Linked DNA regions of Siniperca chuatsi: region 1 is linked to region 2. Evidence: chromatin contacts called from public Hi-C data. All regions are on one chromosome and are shown on one strand. The core of a region is the stretch at or near the end of the contact, and the rest is flanking DNA. Distances in the headings are between cores, read along the strand shown.

Evidence for each region. Hi-C and Micro-C count contacts between places; a contact is called where the count stands out from the background.
Region 1: a Hi-C map of skeletal muscle shows a contact between it and region 2, with 5 times the contacts expected there. The contact joins the promoter of sucla2 here to the promoter of esd in region 2. A contact is called at or near these places in 2 of 3 Hi-C or Micro-C datasets (skeletal muscle and an unstated tissue).

The regions. Positions count from the first base shown.
Region 1 is chrLG12:27,907,891-27,911,308 of ASM2008510v1, forward strand. sucla2 (succinate--CoA ligase [ADP-forming] subunit beta, mitochondrial) reads right to left here and starts at 1,420. Exons shown (of 11, transcript XM_044215826.1): 1 at 1,269-1,420. The coding sequence starts at 1,385. It overlaps med4 (mediator of RNA polymerase II transcription subunit 4), which reads right to left. Exons shown (of 8, transcript XM_044215832.1): 7 at 3,200-3,408; 8 at 2,304-3,159. The coding sequence ends at 3,236.
Region 2 is chrLG12:27,694,321-27,697,504 of ASM2008510v1, forward strand. It overlaps esd (S-formylglutathione hydrolase), which reads right to left and starts at 1,277. Exons shown (of 9, transcript XM_044215934.1): 1 at 1,123-1,277; 2 at 1-55. The coding sequence starts at 55.

The DNA.
Region 1 (3,418 bases), core at 170-2,669, 210 kb after region 2:
ACTAAATAAGCTAACGCAGCGAGGAAGTCCCTCTAACGTCACAAAACACCTCTTTATTTATCTTTAAGCTGCATAAATCTGCTGAAAGTAAAAGTTTTAAAAGGTTTCTGCTTTCAGCGTGTTTCTTTTACTACTCAAATAATAAAAACAAGAATCAGAACCAGGATTAAATAACAACCTGAACCGGGATTCACCTAAAATCTCAAACCCTACTCTGCATCCATCTACCTGCGTTGTAGATTAGGATTATAAAGAACTACAATGATCATATAAAATACGATGCATCCTTTATACAGTAAATTAAACAACCCAACAGTATATAAAATAGCTCGAATCAGTTCCATCTCGACCAAATACAACATAAAAATGCTGTTTACATGTAAATGCATCGTAATAACCATCCAGTAGTATAATATATAAGAATATTACTCTGACAGAGGCCATTTTGTCTGAACAGGGGTACTTTTACTTAAATACTTTAAAGTAATTTTTGCTGATAATCCTGTGGTTTTACTGAAGTAAGACTTTTACAGAGCGGTATTGCTGTTTGTACTTGAGAAAAGGGGATCTAAATACTTCTTTAAAAATCACTGCAAGACACCAGACAAACACCAGAGACATTAGAGAAAATAAAGACATTTAGTTTTTAAATAACTACAGAAACATTCAGCCAATCACAAGCTCCCTTAAGAGAGGTAACTCGGGATTTGTTGCCAACTTCCGTGACAGCACCTGGGACGTACCTGAGAGTAATAGCAACAGATATATTTGTACAATAATGACTATTTAACACATTTACTGAATACCACATTTGCCCGGTGGTACACCGTGTTTGCCGATCTGTCCCCCGGTTGTCGTGCGGTGTACCTGCCGTGTGTTGGCGCAGAGCTCCGCAGCTCTCCTCCGCTGTTAGCAGCCGCCGGTGGAGGTCACGGGGGGCCACCGCTCCCCTCCAAAAACACAGTTTAAAAACAACACGACGGTGTGGCAGGGTAAGCCCAGGCCGAAAGGATTAGCTACGTGTGTGTAAGCTCGTGTTTTTTTTTGCTGGGTCACTTCATCTCGGCGGCAGTGACAGCCGGCCATGCTAGCTCCGCGCTAGTTAGCATGTTAGCCAAAACAACGGAAACTCAATGAGGGTGTGCTAATGTCAAATTTGACCCTGGCAGTTTGTGGGGAAACTGTAGTCTTCGGGGAAGGTGCAGCGCTGTCACGGACACCTGCTCCGAAAGCCGGAGACCTTCGCTTCAATGTGGACTCACACTCACCTTGGAAGCGGAGCTGATAGTGTTTCTGGCCCCTGAATTTCTCAGGCTAGCCGTCAAACGGCCGCAGATCAGGGACGTCGCCATCTCTCCCTCTAGAGCGGAGTAATCGGCGCGCATGCGTAGTGAGCTGCAAAAGCGGCTTTCCCAGTGCGGCGTTCAGACGCTGTCGGAAATTACACGATAATCTCAAAATGAACGCTCAAAGTAGCCCCGTGAACATGGCTGGGAAGTATTTAAGCACTGAAATGTGAAATTTAACATGGAGAGGAAACACAGTTATATACCATATACATACCAGATGGTTGTTGTAAAAGTAACAGCCATTTCTGGCAAAATTAATTACTTAAAATAGCTGCCACGTGCCTGATGAGCACGTCTTCTCGTCCTCATAACATCAAGGCAACATGTGTCGCATGATTTTAGCACTAAAACATATACCAGAACCATACTACAAAAGTTAGCATGTCTTTGCTCTTTCTATTTAACCGAAATACACACTACACATTTCTGACAATCACTGACGTTGGGCGTTTACAAAGAGCTCGTGAAGGCAGCAGTGTCACGGCCTTGACACAGTGTAAATATATCCTCACTGTGGCCTTTAACCTAAATTAAAACAATCATTACTGCACAATAACTGGGAATTATTAGTGTTAACTCAACTACACTGACTGAACTCATGTTTGTAGATGCAGAATAGGTTTTATTGGGATTTACGTTTTTGTCAGAGCTTAATATCAACATGTACACTTTCTGTCTTAACTCTGAGGTTATTTTGAAGTTGGTGTGAGTGTAGTCATGTAGGAATACTTTAAAACTCCCTTTAACTTTTTATCTGTTCACCGGCATTATAAGATTAAGAACACTTTGACCTACAGTACTAATGCAACGTGTTAAATAAGGAAGTGATCTTCAGGGGTAAAAATAAACTGCTTTTCTCTTCATGTTAGTGACTTGTACATTTATAATGGAAGTTACGAGATGATCTCAGACTATCTGCCTTTATTTTTTATTTACAAGTCTGTTTGACACACACACAATTCAAAAAGTATTTATTTACACGGCTGAGTATGTACAAGCTTATTTACACGGAGGTAAATTTACAGCATTTGTCCATATTGTTATATAACCACTCGCAGTACATGTTCCAGCTGACGGGTCACCAAAGAGCAAGAGAAGTCGAATTTTAAGTTTGGTTTGTCTTTAAGTTCCAGCTTTCAGAAGGAAGTTAAACTAATTACGTCTTCATGTAGAAGTCTAGACGGGAGAAACGATCGACTCGTTTAATTACGATGATGCTGATGATGACGCCTTCACACCTTTAACTGCTTGGCGACGCTGGTCTTTGAGCCCACCGGGACCCAGAACGCAGTCTGTGGATCCACAAAGTAACGAAACAACAACAATCCTCAGTCAGCTGAGATTCACAGAAAACGACTCCCGAAGCTGAAGCTGTTACTAGCCGCTTCAGACAGAAACGTAGCCCTCTTTACGAACGCAAGGAATCTACAATAAGGAAAACTAAAAGCTACTCTTACAAAACCGACTCATTCTACAAAACGTAAATAAACGACGGCACGTTTTTAATAAAAGATAGTGAGGAACTAAAGACCTCAGCTGAAATGATGATGATAAATGACTTTCATTCCTCTATATTAGTCTTTAAATCAATCTTTCCATTGTAGCGACGAGCTCCTCCGTTACTGACAGGCAGAGGCAGATAAAACGACAGACTGACGTCTGTAGAGACGAGCTGCGAGCTCACAACGCTTCACCTTAAAACAATCGCGCACACTATGTTTGGAGCAAGTCTTGCACTCGCCTACGTTGTAAATGACTAAAAGGTGTAGATATTTGATCAGATGTTGCTCAATGGTGACCCCACACACACGCACGCGCACACACACACACACACACACACACACACACACACACACACACACACACACAGAGAGAGACGCTGTCTTTCAGTCGGAGTCGCTGCTGCTGCTGGAGGAATCCGTCGACATGGCCTCCACGTCGTCCTCGTTCTCCTTGTTGTGACCCGGAGGCTCCAGGCCGAAGTCGTTGCCGTGGTGAGGAGGCAGCATCCCCACGGAGACGTCCGAGGACTGCCAGGGGTAGTGAGGCGTCAAGACGTCTGAGGAATC
Region 2 (3,184 bases), core at 27-2,526:
AAACCTTCTGGAAGCCACCGGCGCACTTGTTGGAGGACACTTGTGTGACGGCCATCTGCGATCCACAGAAAGAGACACAGTGCATCGTTACCTGGTGACATCATCAATAACTGAGTCTTACGTTATACTGCCGCTGTCCCGACTGACTTAATGAGGTTTACAGTTTCTCTTTATCTTAAGACTCTAAACGGATGCTCAGTTTGTTGTCAGACTTTCAAAATACAGAAACACTGCAAGAAACATCAATTTCACCAACTCATTTAGTTTTAGATTCAGCCTTTAAAACTTTGAGATCGAGTGTCACGTTGCAGTAATGTGGAACTTTTAACAAAAAGCAGTGCACACGTTTATTTTCCACCCTTCTGGGACCAATACATAAATACATTTAACACTTTTGTTGAATCAAACAAAATAATGGAATATAAATACAGTGCACTGGGTAAAACCGGTGAAATGTTAAGGCAGATTTCTTCCAGTGTTAAAGTTGGATTTAGGCAATAACATCACTTGTTCATATAACAGTGAAAGTGATCTAAACGTTTAGAAAATGACAGTCCACAGCTGTATAACACCATGCACACAAAACAGCTGCATGTAAAAACAGCAAAGTTAAGCTTCTGCAGATCAGCAGCCATGGTAGCCATTATTAATTAAAAGGAAATAAACTTCTGCAGTTTTAAACGCTGTGGCCGGTTGTTCGGGACGAAAACACACTATATTAATCCATTCATATCAAGCTGCTTCCACTGTTGAAATGGCGTGTAAAATACCACAAAGCACATTAAAAAACAACTGTTATATATTTCTATTGTTTTCCTAGATGCATCATCTATTTGCCGAACTGCCCAAAACACATTTCCAAACTCAAACAATGTATAACTATATGCTCAACCACCGCTGTGCTTAGCTAGTTTATAAGCAAAGGACATTTAAAATAGATATATTTTGAACAGAGTTTGGCGTACAGTGTCCCATCTGGGGGGCGTGCAGAGATTAGCAAGTAAAGTTAGCTCATGTTAATATCGTTAGCTGCTATTTATGAATTTCTGCTTTAAGTTAAATCGCTTTAAACCTTCTGACAAAGCAAATAAACAAACTACACGCATATTCCTCGGAGCATACCTTATCAGACCTTACTGAAATGAGTATTTTGTTGAAATTTGTGCTCAACTGGTTTGCTAACTTCCCCGCCGGCGCTGTCCAGAGTCCAACAACGTCAGGGGAAAACGTGGTGACGTCAGGGCAGCCACAGTTTACGTCCGATATGTAAAGCGTACGTTCAGACGCTAGATGGCGGTGGTGTTCACTGGGAAAATACGGGTATGTAAGACAGGTGACAAATGAAAAACACCTGAATAAATGAGTGGAGAAACATAACGAATGCAGGTGCAATTAAGCAATTAACACCCAATCGTGCTCTGTGGCATGCGTAAACACCTGAGCAGGCCCAGCTGATTCTGATTTTGTATCAAGATGGCAGCAGGGAAAGATCTCAGTGACTCTGAAACAGGGTTCACTAAAGTGACGTCAGTAAACAGGGTCTGGCACTGTGGTGCACCGTGATGCTCGTGCATTAGTGCGACATGTCAGGAAAAAACAGAAGAACTTCTTCCTCAGGTGACTGAGAACGTCAATGCAGGACGTGACCCAGTTACACCGGGGCTGCAGTGCACAAACCCCTCATTATCTGAGAGTTCAGTGGTGCAAAAACCCATCGGCACCGGTCTACAGAGATGTGGGGGGGAAGTGATCCTTCGCCATGTTATAACGGTGCAGGGCTGAGTGCTTGACCCCTACAGGAAGGGGATCCGGCTTCAGAGACTCCCTGAATCAATGCCAAGGAGCACTGAAGCTGTTCTGGCGGCACGTGGTGTCCCAACACCATACTAAGACTCTTGCCTATGTTGGTTTTTCTTGTAATAAATAAAAAAGTAAGTAGGTGGATTATTATTGTATGACAAGTAAAAAAAAAAATGCTTCTTCTGAATGTTTGAATTACAGAAAGTATGCAGTTATACAAAAGGCTGTGTGTGCTACACATCAACAGCTTTACCGTTTGTACTCTTTGAAATATACAATCTACATTTTCAGATTGAAGACCAGAAAAGGGGAGACAAATATTTGTGTCTATTAACGTGAAAGGTTTCCATCAGTAAAATAAAAAACGACTGGGCAAAATGTCTCAAAAAGCACATTTTTTAAAGTGAAAAATAATTGTAAAATCCGGCAATTACAGAAGTGGAATGGCTGGGTTGAGGTCTGGAGCAGCTTTTTTTTAATAAGCTGCAGCAACTGATGTAGATTTTATTTTTAATTTTTTTGACAGGAAGCTCGCTGATTGGTCAGCGTCACTGTACACGTGAGTGTCGGCCAAATGGCTCATTTTCAAAGAAAGAAAGATTGTTAATACAAAACATAGTCAACAACTAAATGATCATGCATTATTAAAGATTAAGCTACCCAGCTGTATATATACAGTACTTCACATGAGCTCACATGAGATCAATAATTATAATCAAATAATGTAATACACGTGATTCTGAACTGGGCCATTCTGCATAGTACCTAGCCTACTTTTACTTTTGGGACTTTGAGTGCATGTCGATGCTGATACTTCAGTACACTTTTGAGAGCAGGACTTTTACCTGAAGCAGATTACTTCCACGCTGTGATTTTGCTAAAGATCTGAGCACTTGTTCCACTACTGAAAAACAAAAACGTGTCAGGATGATGAAGACAAGAGACGCAAGAAGCCGAGCAGATGAGGGCAGGCGCGCAGAGACCAGGACCGATGGCGTATTTAATGTACGTGTGGAAAACTCTCACTGTAAAGGCCGTCCGGCCAAAACCCATGTTCCACCTTCGGAGAACTCCCTTTGGAAAGTCTTTCTAAAGACAAATAAATATAAAACTTCACCACAGAGTTGCTGAAAGCTTTGCATCACATCGACCGGCTCCTGTCAACCTGTCTGTGTTTGGACTCGAACGCGGTCACCTGTAACCATTGGTAACTTTGCAAAAGCGAAAGCCCACCTTGTGTGAAGTAAAACTCTGGAAAATGAAACGAGCGTCCTCCTGGGTTTTTCTATTCTGTGGCATGAAGTCTGTCTTTGTTCACCTGCTCGTGTCTGCATGTGTGTTATTCTGTTTCCGTGCATCTCTGCCGGCCTGTTTTTACACCACC